Regions from separate parts of the Mus musculus genome. Here all the other regions are linked to region 3. A link is a contact called in public Hi-C and HiChIP or PLAC-seq data. All regions are on one chromosome and are shown on one strand. Each heading gives the region's core, a stretch centred on a gene start, on an enhancer-like site or on the middle of the called end of the contact. The rest is flanking DNA. Distances are from core to core; before and after follow the strand shown.

Region 1 (3,778 bases), core at 813-3,312, 130 kb before region 3:
ATCTTGCTTTATTTAGTTGACTGAATTTTATGAAGAAATAGTAGTTCCCTAGCGATCTCCTACAATGACAAAAGGCAGCTACTTACTCTGGTTAGCCCGATCCACTGCAGTTCAGAGATTCATACAAACCTGTATCATCCATCATCATCTCAATGTATAAAATGTATTTTTAATATCTTGGAATTTGTGACAAAAGTACTTTTCTATGCGTGCACTGCATAATTTTTGATTTTGGGAAGTATATGTTTTCTCTGTGGGGAATGCATGGAAATCTGGGCTGTGAATGTTTGTATCAGTAAATTCTTCTTAAATCACAGAAGAAAAGAATCCTGTGACATTGAAGGGCATTTGCTTATAGAGCTACATGCTAAGCTTAGCATTTTAAACTCTTGAAAACCAGCTAAATGCAAGGCTGTGTGCTCAGCCCCTCTCCCCCACGCTCCACACCCCACTCTGCAAATGTTCTGTGCAGACAGGGTGTGGATTCCTTCTCCTGTTTGGCGGTGTCTCTATGTGGTTTGTGGGGATGGCTATATGATTCTTTCTTGCTCTGCGACAGCATGTTCCTGTCAATTGTCAAGTGCATGTGTTTTCCTGAGAGGCGCTCTTGCAAGCAAGTTCCCGCTTAAAAGCTTCTATGAGTCATTTCTTTGGGGACCAGTGTTGAGGCATATCACCCCATTTGCATCAGGGTTGCCTGACTTAGTAAAAAAGAAAAAAAGAAAGATTAACATTTTAGCTAAACTATCTGAAAGGTTTGGATAGTAATAAGGCTTTCTTACCACTTAATATGCCCTGGTGAAACTCTATGATCTGCTATGTAGTAACATTGTTAAACTGTTACACCTGGAAGGCTTCATTTAAGACATTTGCTGTCTAACTAAAAGGAGATGGTTTCTTGTTATTCATTCACACATAAGGGAAGGCAAAAATAATCACCGACTTGCATTCAACAAAACACGGAGTTAAGAGAAGCAGTCCCTAAGATGATGAGCCCATTGGCACCCTGCTCCATGAGGTAGAATCTACTGCAGCTGCGTCCTCAGTTTTATTAGGAAAGATAGCCCATTTTGTGATCTACGACGTTTAAATCAATTGAACTGTAGTGAAATCTCTCCCCTGAAATGGCTATTACACAGCTTGCAACCTTTTGTTCAAGAGATTAAGTTTGCATCTCCTCACATTATCTCCTTGTAATTGGAAAACTTTCATTTTGACGCAGAAAATGTGCCAGCGTCCCCGAGAGCCTTGCCACAAGCCAATGCAGAATGCCATCTGGAGGGTCCGTGCCCACATCAGGCGGCAGCCTCCTGTCGGGCAGGATCTGGAACTTTGCAACGAACAACTAATAACATCTTAAGCTCCATTTGTCTAGCTCATGAGTGCTCTTGGCAGAGGTCATAACCAGCAGTGGTTTTCTTGATTTGCTGCATCAAATGTAATTAGGTTAAAGCACTCACTGACAGAGCCTCTGATAATGGCATGAAAGCCTCAGGCTTGAATTTACCCATCCAGTCAAATTTAAGTTTAGAGCAGCAAAGATGTATTAATTTCATCACTGGGACAATGAATATTGGTAAACTTGAAAGGTATTTATTTGGAACAAAGCAGTTTTCCTTCCTTTGGATTTCATACGTCTTTGGTTTCTGTTTTAAAGTTGAATTGAATCAATGCATGTTCTGGTTCCTAGCTTCTGATAAAGTCGCTGATGTCCCCTGCTAGGAGACATAGTCTCATGTGCACACAAACCACACATCTGAACCATTGGTCATACTGTGTAAAATGATAAGATATCTTCAGCGTGTTACTCTGCATAACTGAATTCTGACAGTTGTTATTCATAAAGACAGAAACGACACCGTGGTTGACCTTTTAACCCTTGCCTGTTGAAAAACTCCAGGGTAGCAGAGGTCTCTTCATAAATGAGTCAGGTCGTGGCTGTGAGTAAAACAGAGAACCATTGCTGAGGGTTAAATTTAGGGCAAGCTCGGGCCCAGAGCATGAGACAGACGTTAGCTATTATTAAGGGTATACAAAAAGAGTTTCTGCTCTCTGCTAGAGAAAGAGAGAGCTGGAGTGTGGTCTCAGCCAGAAGGCAGAGGTTCCTGGCATGGCTGCAATGTTAATGATCCTCACAAGGCTTTAAGAATCAGCAGTGGAGTTAGGATGTGACATAAAAGACAGTCTCAGGAGGGCTGAATTTTTCAAACTGACTTCCACATTTCTTCTCCTGTCCCTGTCTCTTAGAAATACTGGCACTACTGGAGCCAGTGGAGGAGCACAACTGAAATCTCTCAGGAACAGCAGTGATTCCCGTTGACTTTGTACCTCATTGGGGGATGGGGTGTTAGTTTGAATGTTTCAGGTGGTTCTCCTTCTGATAAAAGCAATAGGCATGTGTGAGGATGAGGTTAAGTAAGTGTTTATTTGAGGATTTAATATTGCACACGCTGATGGAGTACAGCAATTACCGTGCTGTGATTTTCATATTCATATGTGCCATATTTATTTGTTGTTTACCTCTCTGCATAATGGAAATGCCATGAAAATCTGTTCCTTCTACTGCTTTAATTTTAAATGAAGCTAAATGTTATGTATAATTTTAAGTTACAGATTGCTAATTTCATTCTGTTTTAAATACTCTACACATAAGAAGCTCTTAGGCTCCTGCAGGAGTCCCTGCTTTGAGCAGAATCAAAGCATAATTCTCTCAGTAATTATATAATAGGTAGGTAGTTAATAGATTAAACATGAGCCCGAGACATCATCACATCGACAGTCTATTTCAAACCATATAGTTACCTGTGCTGTTCATATGTATATGACTCTCTGTAAATAGAATGTGTATGCCTTTGTAACTTTCCTGACAAATATAATGTAGTTAAAAGCTTACTGCATCTGTTGTAAAGTATTTGCATCTAGCTTACTTATTAGTAATCTGGTTACAGACTCGGTACTTGGTGAAATGGTTGCGAAAGCTTCAGGAACAACCCAGTTTTCACCTACTTTCACGATAGTATTTTAAAGAGGCTGCCAATGGCAGAATGCAAAGCTAGTTTACCTTATAAAGGAACAAAGCAAGGGAAACATTGAAAAATTAACTCTATAGCTGTTGTGTAGCTTTCTGTCACTAGCCTGAGAATCCCTTCATGTGCTGTATCTCAACTTCTGTTTCCTGGCCCATCCTTTTTTTTCCTCTCCTCAACTCCAGAGCTGTATCTGGAACCTGGTTATATGCCATCCAAGACCTACTAAAATTATTCACTCATTTAATATGCATCACTCTACACTTAGCACATATATATCTATATCTACCTAGATGTCTCTATCAATCTATTTATCTATGTAGATATTTGTTAGAGATATTCATATTTAGATGTCTATATAGAGATATTTAGATAAGGTCTCTCCTGCTGGCTACAGCCTTCATGGGAACAAATCTATGTCACATGTCTATCTCTGTATCACCTCTATATCTATCTATGTATCTATCTATGTTTCTATGTATGTATGTATGTATGTATGTATGTATCCATCCACATAAGGTTCTTCTTGCTGGCTCCAGCCTGTTGGAACAGATCTATATAACATGAGTGGGAACCATGAGTCAATAGTCCTTCAGGGTAGTGTATATTTAAATGTTCCAAAGACAGAAATGGCTGAGAAGGTTCGTTTTTCTGAGAACTCTTAATATAGCCTGCAAATCTCGGAATGTGCCAGTTGTTCAATTTCCATTGTTATTTACAAAAGTGAAGCTTTGAATTAAGGGAACGTGTGC
Region 2 (4,138 bases), core at 980-3,479, 110 kb before region 3:
AAAAAAACTAAGTGTAGTTAAAACTTGGATCTTAACCAGGAAGTCTATACTTTAAAGGTCAGCATTGTAAATTGGTTTCCTCTGCAACAGCAAAGTGTCACAAACATGAGGCACAAGGCAAGACTTCAGCATAGTTCTGTGATTTTGGTCACACAGCTTACTTTAATTTACTTTAAGCTGTACAGGAAGCTAACATGAGATGAATGCTGAGTTCCTGGCTTCAGACCAAGCAAGTTCATACTTGGTAAGATTCCACTCTCAAATGTCATTTCCCCCAGCTTTTCTACACTGGCCCATGACTGCCAACCACAAGTTGATGCACATTTCAATGAAAAGTACCCCTCAAATAAACTTGTTACAAACTCGAACCGATCATCATATCATAACTTTATTTGGAGGACTTATATTCTGCCAGTGTATTTCTTTCTTGTTGAACAAACATACCTTCTTAGCATAAGAAGCATAAGAGATGAACCCTAGTCATGCAGGTCCAATAGAAACTAGCCAATAAATGGAGCTTGGTAGGTAGTGTGGTTTGTTCCCAGGGGTGTCTTCATTTCATATAAATACTAGTTTATATGAAATATAGTTTGGGAGCTAAAACCACAGGTGGTGATACCAGTACTAGGAAGAGGGTTGAGAAGGAACTAGGTGGAAAATAGAAATAGGCAAATTCGCAATTGCCCTAGAATGTACATAGTCAGCAAACAGAAGGAGAGAGTATCCTATCCAGGATTGCTATCCTATTCTAAAAGAAGGAATGAGGGAAGGAGGGGAGGGAGGCAGGGAGGAGGGAGGGAGGGAAGGAGGAGGGAAGGGGCAAGCATGGGGAAGACTATTGGAAAAAAATAGACCCCAGGCAGCGCCAAATGTTGAACAAACTTAAGTTACAGGGAATGTGGGGGGTTTCATGGTGGGCTTTGGGAGAGACTTCTGGAAAGCAGTAGCGCTGGAGGCTGAAAGAGGAGAGAGCCACCACTAACCACACGTGTGCAAGCATTTGGTATAGGGCTGAGGGCAGAGTGGGCAGTCTGAGCAAGGAAAGGGACTCATGAAATCTTTCTAGTAAAATGTTATTTGGCATTATAAACACGAAGAGACTTAATCTGAAATGATTCTGTAATATTAACAAGGTTTCTGGGCTTTTGTCTTACAAAGGCAAACAACAAACAGAGAAGATTATTCGAAATAGAGAATTAACTCAGCCACTTGAAATACTTTACCTTAAGCCTGAAGGAAAAAATTTATCTTTGAGCTTTAGTATGTTTAACTTAGGATCTGCTGGTGTATGTCTCCTAAACACCTGTTCAAATGAGGGGTTTTCTCTCCTCCTCTCTGTGGTGATTTGTATTCTGTGCTCAGTCGGCGATGCACAGCATGCACGATGCTGCCAATTTAATGTCAGGTAAGTCAGCGTGTATTACAGCTTCAGGAAACACATCTTTTCACAGTGATAGACCATTTTGAATGGGAGTTTTCTAAATATGAACATGGGAAAAAGATAGTATTTGTAAATTAGAATCAGTAACAATGTTCTTAGAGCTAGGAACAAATATTTTTTAAAAAAAAAATCAGTCACAAATGATGCTAAGTGATTTGCATGCTTACTGCATTACCTAACTGGTCATCAAGTGCTTCAGCTCTGATTTTTAGATTGAAGCAACATATAAAAGCCAGAGTGTTTATCACCACTGTCTTCACTTTACAGCTTGATTTGATGGTGATTTCCGACCCACCCCGAATCTTCATCTCTCTTCATGCCAACCCTTCTCTGATTGGCTTCATTCCCTCCCAAGGTTCCAAATACCCCCTTTATGATATTGGTGGTCAGATTTATATTTCTGAACCTTTCAAAACTAATGTGTTTACTCTGTTCAATCCGTGAGTAACAAATGATCTTTCCTGCTTCTCAACTTCCTTTCATTTCTCACAGAGTCGAGTGGAGAATGGTGGAGATATAATGCACTGTGTATGTTTTAATGTGCACTTGCTAGGCTCTGGCATGTGTGCTCACACATGGGACCATTACCTCAAGCAGAACAATGAATACAGTCAACACTAAGTCTCCTCATGCTTCCTATTGTTTTTAGGTTCTTTCCACTCCCTTGTGAATGGCACACTTTTGCCCAGGTCTTTTTTTCTGTGAAATTTGGCCTAGTTCTTTTGAGTCTCTGTGCAGCTGCCTTTGTCAGTGAATTGCTGCTGTGGTTGCGGGGAGGTAGGATCCCGTGACACTTCAAATATTTACTCACCAGCCAGCGGGCATTTGTGTGGGTTCTAGCTTAGGGCTGTCCTACGTACAGCTGATATGGCCACTGATGTACAAACAGTTCATTCTATGGCTATGTATTTTGATCTGTCCTAGGTAAAAACCTAGGACTAGGAGGGTTACGTCACATAACAGCCTTAACATTCTTTAGGTTATAAATTTTAAGAATTTGCCTAACATTTTTTTTTCCTCTAGTGTAGCTGTACCATTTTCATTCCTGACAGCTGTATTTGAAAGCTCTTTGTTGCCATCCGGCAGACTATTAGCATGGTCAATATTTTAATTATAAAAATGTGTGTGTATTGTTACATTCAGTCGTTCTAACTTGAATGTATTAGTAACAAACGATGCTGTCAATTTTGTCTGTATTCATTTTAAGAAACATGCATGCTCAAATCATCTGTCATTTTTTTTGAGTTGGGTAATTTTCTCTCTTAATGTTAAAATGTGAAACTATTCTCTCTAATTTCTCCAGATTTTGTCTCCCTGGATGTGTATGATGAGCAGTGTTCTGCTTAGTACTAAAGAAAAGTGCCTGACTGCTTGACTCATTAGGTAGCCAGTGATGGCCTTGAGCCACTTTCCAAGTGTGCTTCTATCCTTAGTTTAGGTACTGGGGATAAACTCTGAGACACTATGCATGCTAGGCAAGTACTTTACCAACTGAGCTACAGTCCAGCATGGATTTCTTAATTTATCTAGAGTCTAAAGGTCATCTCTTCAACTCATAGTAGCTAGAAACTTCCTGTTCCCTCTGCTACCTTTGTGGGGCCTCTTTTGGGGGCTGTGAACTAATTCTCTCTAGTTAGTCTCAGGAAATTTCCATTTGGTGACTCACAGTCAACTTTCAAGTTAATGCATCCAAAATAGAGTTCTTCCCCTTCTGGAAACTTTTTTCTTTCTTCACCCTCTCAGTATATGGCATCGCCAAGCACACACTTGCTTGCACTTGACATCTAGAAGTACCTTTTGATTTTCCCCTTCTCTATCAGGATCTAAGCCACACCTTTCAGGTAAAATAAAGAGTTAAACCATCAATCCTTTTTCCTTTGCTTCCTCTCATTTCTGTGATCCCAGTCTATAATGAGAGCGGTCCTCGTTCACTGAAATTACCCCATCTCCTAACAGATTTCCCCCTTTCTTGCATTGCTTTCTTCTGTCCTCTACCATAGCCATCCATCATGCCAAGCATCTGGGAGCCCCTAAATGTGTAAAGCAGGTTAAATCAGGCTTTCTTGAAAGTCTTTAATAATACTTCTTGTTTCAAATAAATAAAAATATCCACTCCTTCCAATGTCTTACAAGGTATGAAAGAGCTAATCATCATATCCTGGGTAATTTATGGTTTTTTATTTTGTTTTGTTTTTGATTCTTCTCTTAACATGGCCTCACTATTTTCTAGGAAATAATGAACTGTTTCCAGCGTTAAAAATCTTGTCACCAAATAAAGTGTTTTTCTTTGAGTTTGTGCTACAACCCAACCTATCTTATCGTCCAGATCTTACCTAAATAACAAGCGGAAGCCTCATTAGCTCTCCCATGTTGCTAAGCCTTTCATGTTACTTGCACTCCTACTGCCTGCTTCTTATGTTCTCAGAAACTGATTTCTTCCCAACTTTAGTTTGTTGTCTTATAGGTCTCAAAACTGTTATTATGCTGGCTTCTATGATTTTTGCTCACTACTATTTATCTAGTATTTGCAGCTGCCTGCTACCTATAGATATTTAATACTCTATCATACAAAAGAAGGATATATTTGAGTTAAAAATCACTTTTTGTGGCCAGTAAAATGGCTTTGAGGGTGCTTGCCATCAAACCTCATGGCCTTTATCTACATGGGGAGAAGTAGGGAACCAATGAACCAAATTC
Region 3 (4,264 bases), core at 1,619-4,118:
GTTTGAGTACATACTAAATAATGTAGTGAGAACCATCCCATGGGGAGGAGCAGAGAGAAATGAGGAACCCAACCTTTTAGATTTGTGTTCCCATGACAGTGTGGCTACGCTACAGGCTTTAAGCATTTGGCCAATACATCCAGATTAAAAAAAAAAAGATTCTAAGTTGTAAATCTTCATTTCAGTTACAGCTAGTAAAATGGAAACTATCTGATAAAATAGAAAGATGAATGATCTCAGGTTAGAGTTCTGAATTTGTACGATCTAATGTTGACCAAGAGGACATAACGTAGCAGCAGCTCTGTGTAAATCAACAGCAAATGTCAAATGATTCTTTAAAACTGGTAGAGAAAGAATGCACATGAAGAGGCAAGACACTATCATACTAATGACCTATGTAGTCTGACCTTACATTCCCCAATGGCTAGTATGACTGGCTATGGGAATCCAAACTCCAAGAGAAGATTTCACGTCCACAAACAGAGCTGCATGGACCCTTTAATAGCATTCTTTACCTTTGTTAAAACTAGAATGTTTTCTCTCAATGATGGTATAAGCATAACCAGTCTTTTCAAATCTTTGCTTGCAGCCCTGTTCTTTCGAAAGGTAGGGCTGATAGGGAGACTGTTTCTTGGAATTGCTCTACCACCAGGTCCCAGATAGACACAGCTGGACTCCATTATGAAATGGGATACCTGGCTAATCAGCTTACAATATGGACTTGAGACTCGACTGCTATAACTCTGCTTGCAATCACTTGCAAGCATCTCAAGTAACCTGAAATAATCGATTTGTTTTGAAAACCAGTCCCGTGATTCCTTTCCCTGACTAAAATAGTAGTTGACATGGTGAGCAGGCTGCATTAGTCGTCTATTATCCAACGGAACCAGAAACACTGCGGAGACAGTCTTCATTATTTTTTCATGCTGAAATATAGTTCAGAAAAATACTAGTTCAGGCTCGGATCCACTGAGCTTAATGATTTGACAGCACTGTAAAGAGAAGACTCATATGGGTATATATGCCATCCTCAAACATTCATTCCTTCTATCTTGTTTTACTTTACCTGATCAGTCTGCTATAAACGTGCTATGTAAAGAAATGTAATTATATATAAAGCCTCTTAAAGTTAAGCTTCAATGTGAAGTCATTTGTTGTGTTTTTAAAAATTGTAAGTCTCACAGAATAGTCCTTACTTTCAATATGCAAGGATTTAGTGAGCCACTTCATGTAGGTCACTCTAGTTGGAGGAGTTAGCTCTGTCCTGAGACCTGAGAGAAAGAAGTCTTGGCTTTAACTCTTAGGTTCCTTCCCAGTAAGTTAGTAGAATACGACAAAGTCTCTTTTTCTCCTGAAACTTAAAGCACACATATCTGCTGTATAGACAGCATCCTTTCACTTCTGCAGACTCAGGAAATACCCACTCATTAGGCATTTTACTAGATCCTAGTGATGCATAGCTTGAATAATTATTCAGTTTTTTTTTTGTTGTTGTTGTTGGTTTTTTTTTTTTTTTTTTTTTTTTTTTTGAGACAGGGTTTCTCTGCATCACCCAGGTTGTCCTGAAGCTCACTCTGTAGACTAGGCTGGCCTCGAACTCAGAAATCTGCCTGCCTCTGCCTCATGAGTGCTAGGATTAAAGGCATGCACCACCATGCCTGGCTACAGCCCAGGATCTTATTCATTAGTGTAGACATGGTGCAGACAACAAGCAAGCATAGTAATCCAGGCACCAACACAAAGATTGTCGTAAATGCAGTTAGAGTCGACATGCCCAGAAATCAAAAAAGAAAGTGAATTTATTTTCCTCCTTTCATGGGTTTCCAAAAAGAAATGATTTTAATGTGGGTCAAAGACCAAGAAGAGAATGAACAGGTGTGGAATTCTGAGAGGGGCATAGGAAGGACCCTGTGTGACTGTTATAGAATGTGGGGGTGGAGCGAGCGAGAAGGAGAGCAGGTGTTCCTTTGCTGTCAGAATGTCACAACCATACCTCTGGATTCTAAGTCATGGTCATGCTTATCTACCCCAGCAAAGAATGCACCACACTAGTCAGTTGTATTTCCTTATGAAAACATGGGCTGCGTGTATGCACATGTGTGTTTTCTAAAGGCCTCCCAGTACTTAGTTTTATTATAGGTTTATCCAGGCTTTCAAATGTGGTAAGAGTTTTCATCTATCTTTATTTTCAATGTCTTTTTGGAAAGTGCCTTAGGCTACAGACTGGTGCTGGCCATCTAACCATCATTTTGAACATGATAGTCTGAATTCAAAAAATAGTATATGGTCCAGAGGCATATGATTTCAGTGTATAACCCTCATAATATTATCAGATGGATTCCTCTGACCTTATTCTGGTGTTCATGGCTTTGGAAATAAAGAAAGTTCTATGGAGGATTTGACTTAGGTCTTAAAAGGACAAAAAGAAAGTGATGGCTACCCAGGCCCCAGAAATTTCACAAATTATATATTCAAGCAAGAAAAGTCAGGGCAGGAAGCACAGAGCAAGATCAAAAGAATTGGGCCACTGGGTACAAAATCATGGCATCTGCCTGCACACTTGGGCTTTAGTCCATGGATACTTTTAGAGTAGCTGAATTTTGAGAACGTAGGACTATAGTGGTTAAACTGATCTGTAGAGGGCAGAAGGCTATAAGCAACATGCTAGAGAAGACTGAGAATAAGGAGTAACACTGGATAATATTTAAAGAGAGTACGAATGGAGAGAAGAAAAGACTTGGATTGTGGTGGAGGTCTTGAACACAAAGAGAAAGGGGAAAAGTAGAGATGTCTTCTGGAAGCATGTGCAGTTGGCAAGGAGCTGAAAGGGGAAGGGCTGTTCATGGTGGGCTGAGGCTTCGGACTAACCGAAGCTGTTTCCAGAAATAGAAAGTGGAAGCACCGAAGAACGAGGACAAGAATGTTCCGGGGAGAATATGACGAGTTAATTAGCTACACATAGGTAATGTAAGTAGGGATAATTGAGTGCTTATAAAATTAGATGTGTGGGTCAGAGGAAATTAAGCCTCCGCCAATGAACTGACATCTGTGTTCATTTCTCTTTTGGTGCTGACTGTTGTGGATTAGGACGAAAGGTGAATTGCAATCACCGAGTTTGTTTAGATCAAGCACAACATCATCCTTATCTGAATACCTAACTCTCTCCCTGCTTAGCCTCTGTTCATATCAATAGGCATTCTTACTGCAATCTAACTCGCTGTCTCCATGAAATCCCCAGCAAACAGAGAGTATCTGACTCCCTTTTTACTGCTGTATGACAGCTGGAAAAGGTTACTGGTTCTGAACCCAGATAGTTTCGGTCTCATTCTCCCGCTGAACTCCCATAATTAATCTTTTCCAGACTGACAATAATTCCACTGTCTCCATTTCAGAGAAACTCATGGTGTTTCTAACACTTCAGATAACTCATTACTGGGTTAGAAAGGAATGGCGATACTCCACCAGGCTTCTCCGGTTTCTCCGTGTGCTGTCAGGTCAATGCTCTCAGCACAGCTAAGCAGGGACAGATGGTGCCCATTCCCTCAGTGACAGAACCATCCAGCAATGTCAAAGGCATTTACATCCTTGAGAGAGAAATGTTTTATGACTAAAAGTTTCCCACCATGTGTACTTCAGGACACCGAAATGAAACTCCAGGAACAATTCATGTCCAATTATGTTAAACTTTAATTACATGAATCATTTAAAAATAAACTCAGTTGCTCTCTTCCGTTAGCAATTCTCCAGGGACCTTTTCTAAAAGGGCATTAGTGCACTTGACTTGAAGGTCTCTACAGTAATGAACATGTAAAACTCAAGATTGGACACATGTTCTACCATGAAGACACATACTTATACTACTGAAGAGAAAGTAGGGGGCAGAGGGAGAGCTGCTTAGGAAAGGGATGCCAGTCCAGATTGTAGGGACAAAGCTTTCTATTTCTTTAACTATAGTCCTTAACCTTTATGGATGACAAAGGTTTTTGTTTGTTTGATTTTGTAAATACAAACTCACAGACTCTGCTTAAATAACAGAAATCTGACATCTGAATGTAATAGAATAGGCCTGCAATCTCATCTCAAGGGAAGCCAAGACTGGAGGACTTGGGCTTTGAGGTCAGTCTGGGCTGCCTAGAGAGACCCTGTATCAACAAAGTCCAGTGAGACGATAGGGGAAGGGATAAATTTGAAGAGTCTGCTGATTTGCATTTTAGTCCCACATGATCTTTGCTAACTGACTTATTTTCTGAATCTCAGATCTCTC

What was found. A called contact is a pair of places that touch in the nucleus more often than the background predicts. HiChIP or PLAC-seq counts read pairs in DNA pulled down with a chosen protein or histone mark.
Region 1: a contact with region 3 is called in a BATF HiChIP or PLAC-seq map of CD8 T cells, with 12 read pairs. The contact joins two enhancer-like sites. A contact is called at or near these places in 2 of 15 datasets of contacts at CTCF or cohesin (the G1E-ER4 cell line and pro-B cells), 27 of 484 Hi-C or Micro-C datasets (the C2C12 cell line, CD4 T cells, the G1E-ER4 cell line and 20 more) and 4 of 115 datasets of contacts at active chromatin or transcription factors (the 230-238 cell line, CD8 T cells and memory CD8 T cells).
Region 2: a contact with region 3 is called in a Hi-C map of double positive thymocytes, with 2.8 times the contacts expected there. The contact joins two enhancer-like sites. A contact is called at or near these places in 1 of 15 datasets of contacts at CTCF or cohesin (the G1E-ER4 cell line), 6 of 484 Hi-C or Micro-C datasets (CD8 T cells, the HPC-5 cell line, cerebral cortex and 3 more) and 2 of 115 datasets of contacts at active chromatin or transcription factors (the 230-238 cell line and memory CD8 T cells).

The regions. Positions count from the first base shown.
Region 1 is chr2:78,959,924-78,963,701 of GRCm38.p6, forward strand. No RefSeq gene overlaps it. Among named protein-coding and RNA genes, the nearest start is that of Gm37004, 11 kb to the right of the region's middle. Within about 2 kb of position 2,063, at least 42 of the 459 cell types and tissues checked have an H3K27ac peak or open chromatin away from gene starts, as enhancers often do. A contact at or near this core is called in CD8 T cells, group 2 innate lymphoid cells, memory CD8 T cells and 2 more, where this site is marked.
Region 2 is chr2:78,977,987-78,982,124 of GRCm38.p6, forward strand. The region is part of intron 1 of Gm37004 (a long non-coding RNA gene); the gene reads left to right. Among named protein-coding and RNA genes, the nearest start is that of Gm37004, 7.5 kb to the left of the region's middle. Within about 2 kb of position 2,230, at least 23 of the 459 cell types and tissues checked have an H3K27ac peak or open chromatin away from gene starts, as enhancers often do. A contact at or near this core is called in CD8 T cells, double positive thymocytes and memory CD8 T cells, where this site is marked.
Region 3 is chr2:79,084,528-79,088,791 of GRCm38.p6, forward strand. No RefSeq gene overlaps it. Among named protein-coding and RNA genes, the nearest start is that of Gm35748, 36 kb to the right of the region's middle. Within about 2 kb of position 2,869, at least 96 of the 459 cell types and tissues checked have an H3K27ac peak or open chromatin away from gene starts, as enhancers often do. A contact at or near this core is called in CD8 T cells, double positive thymocytes, group 2 innate lymphoid cells and 3 more, where this site is marked.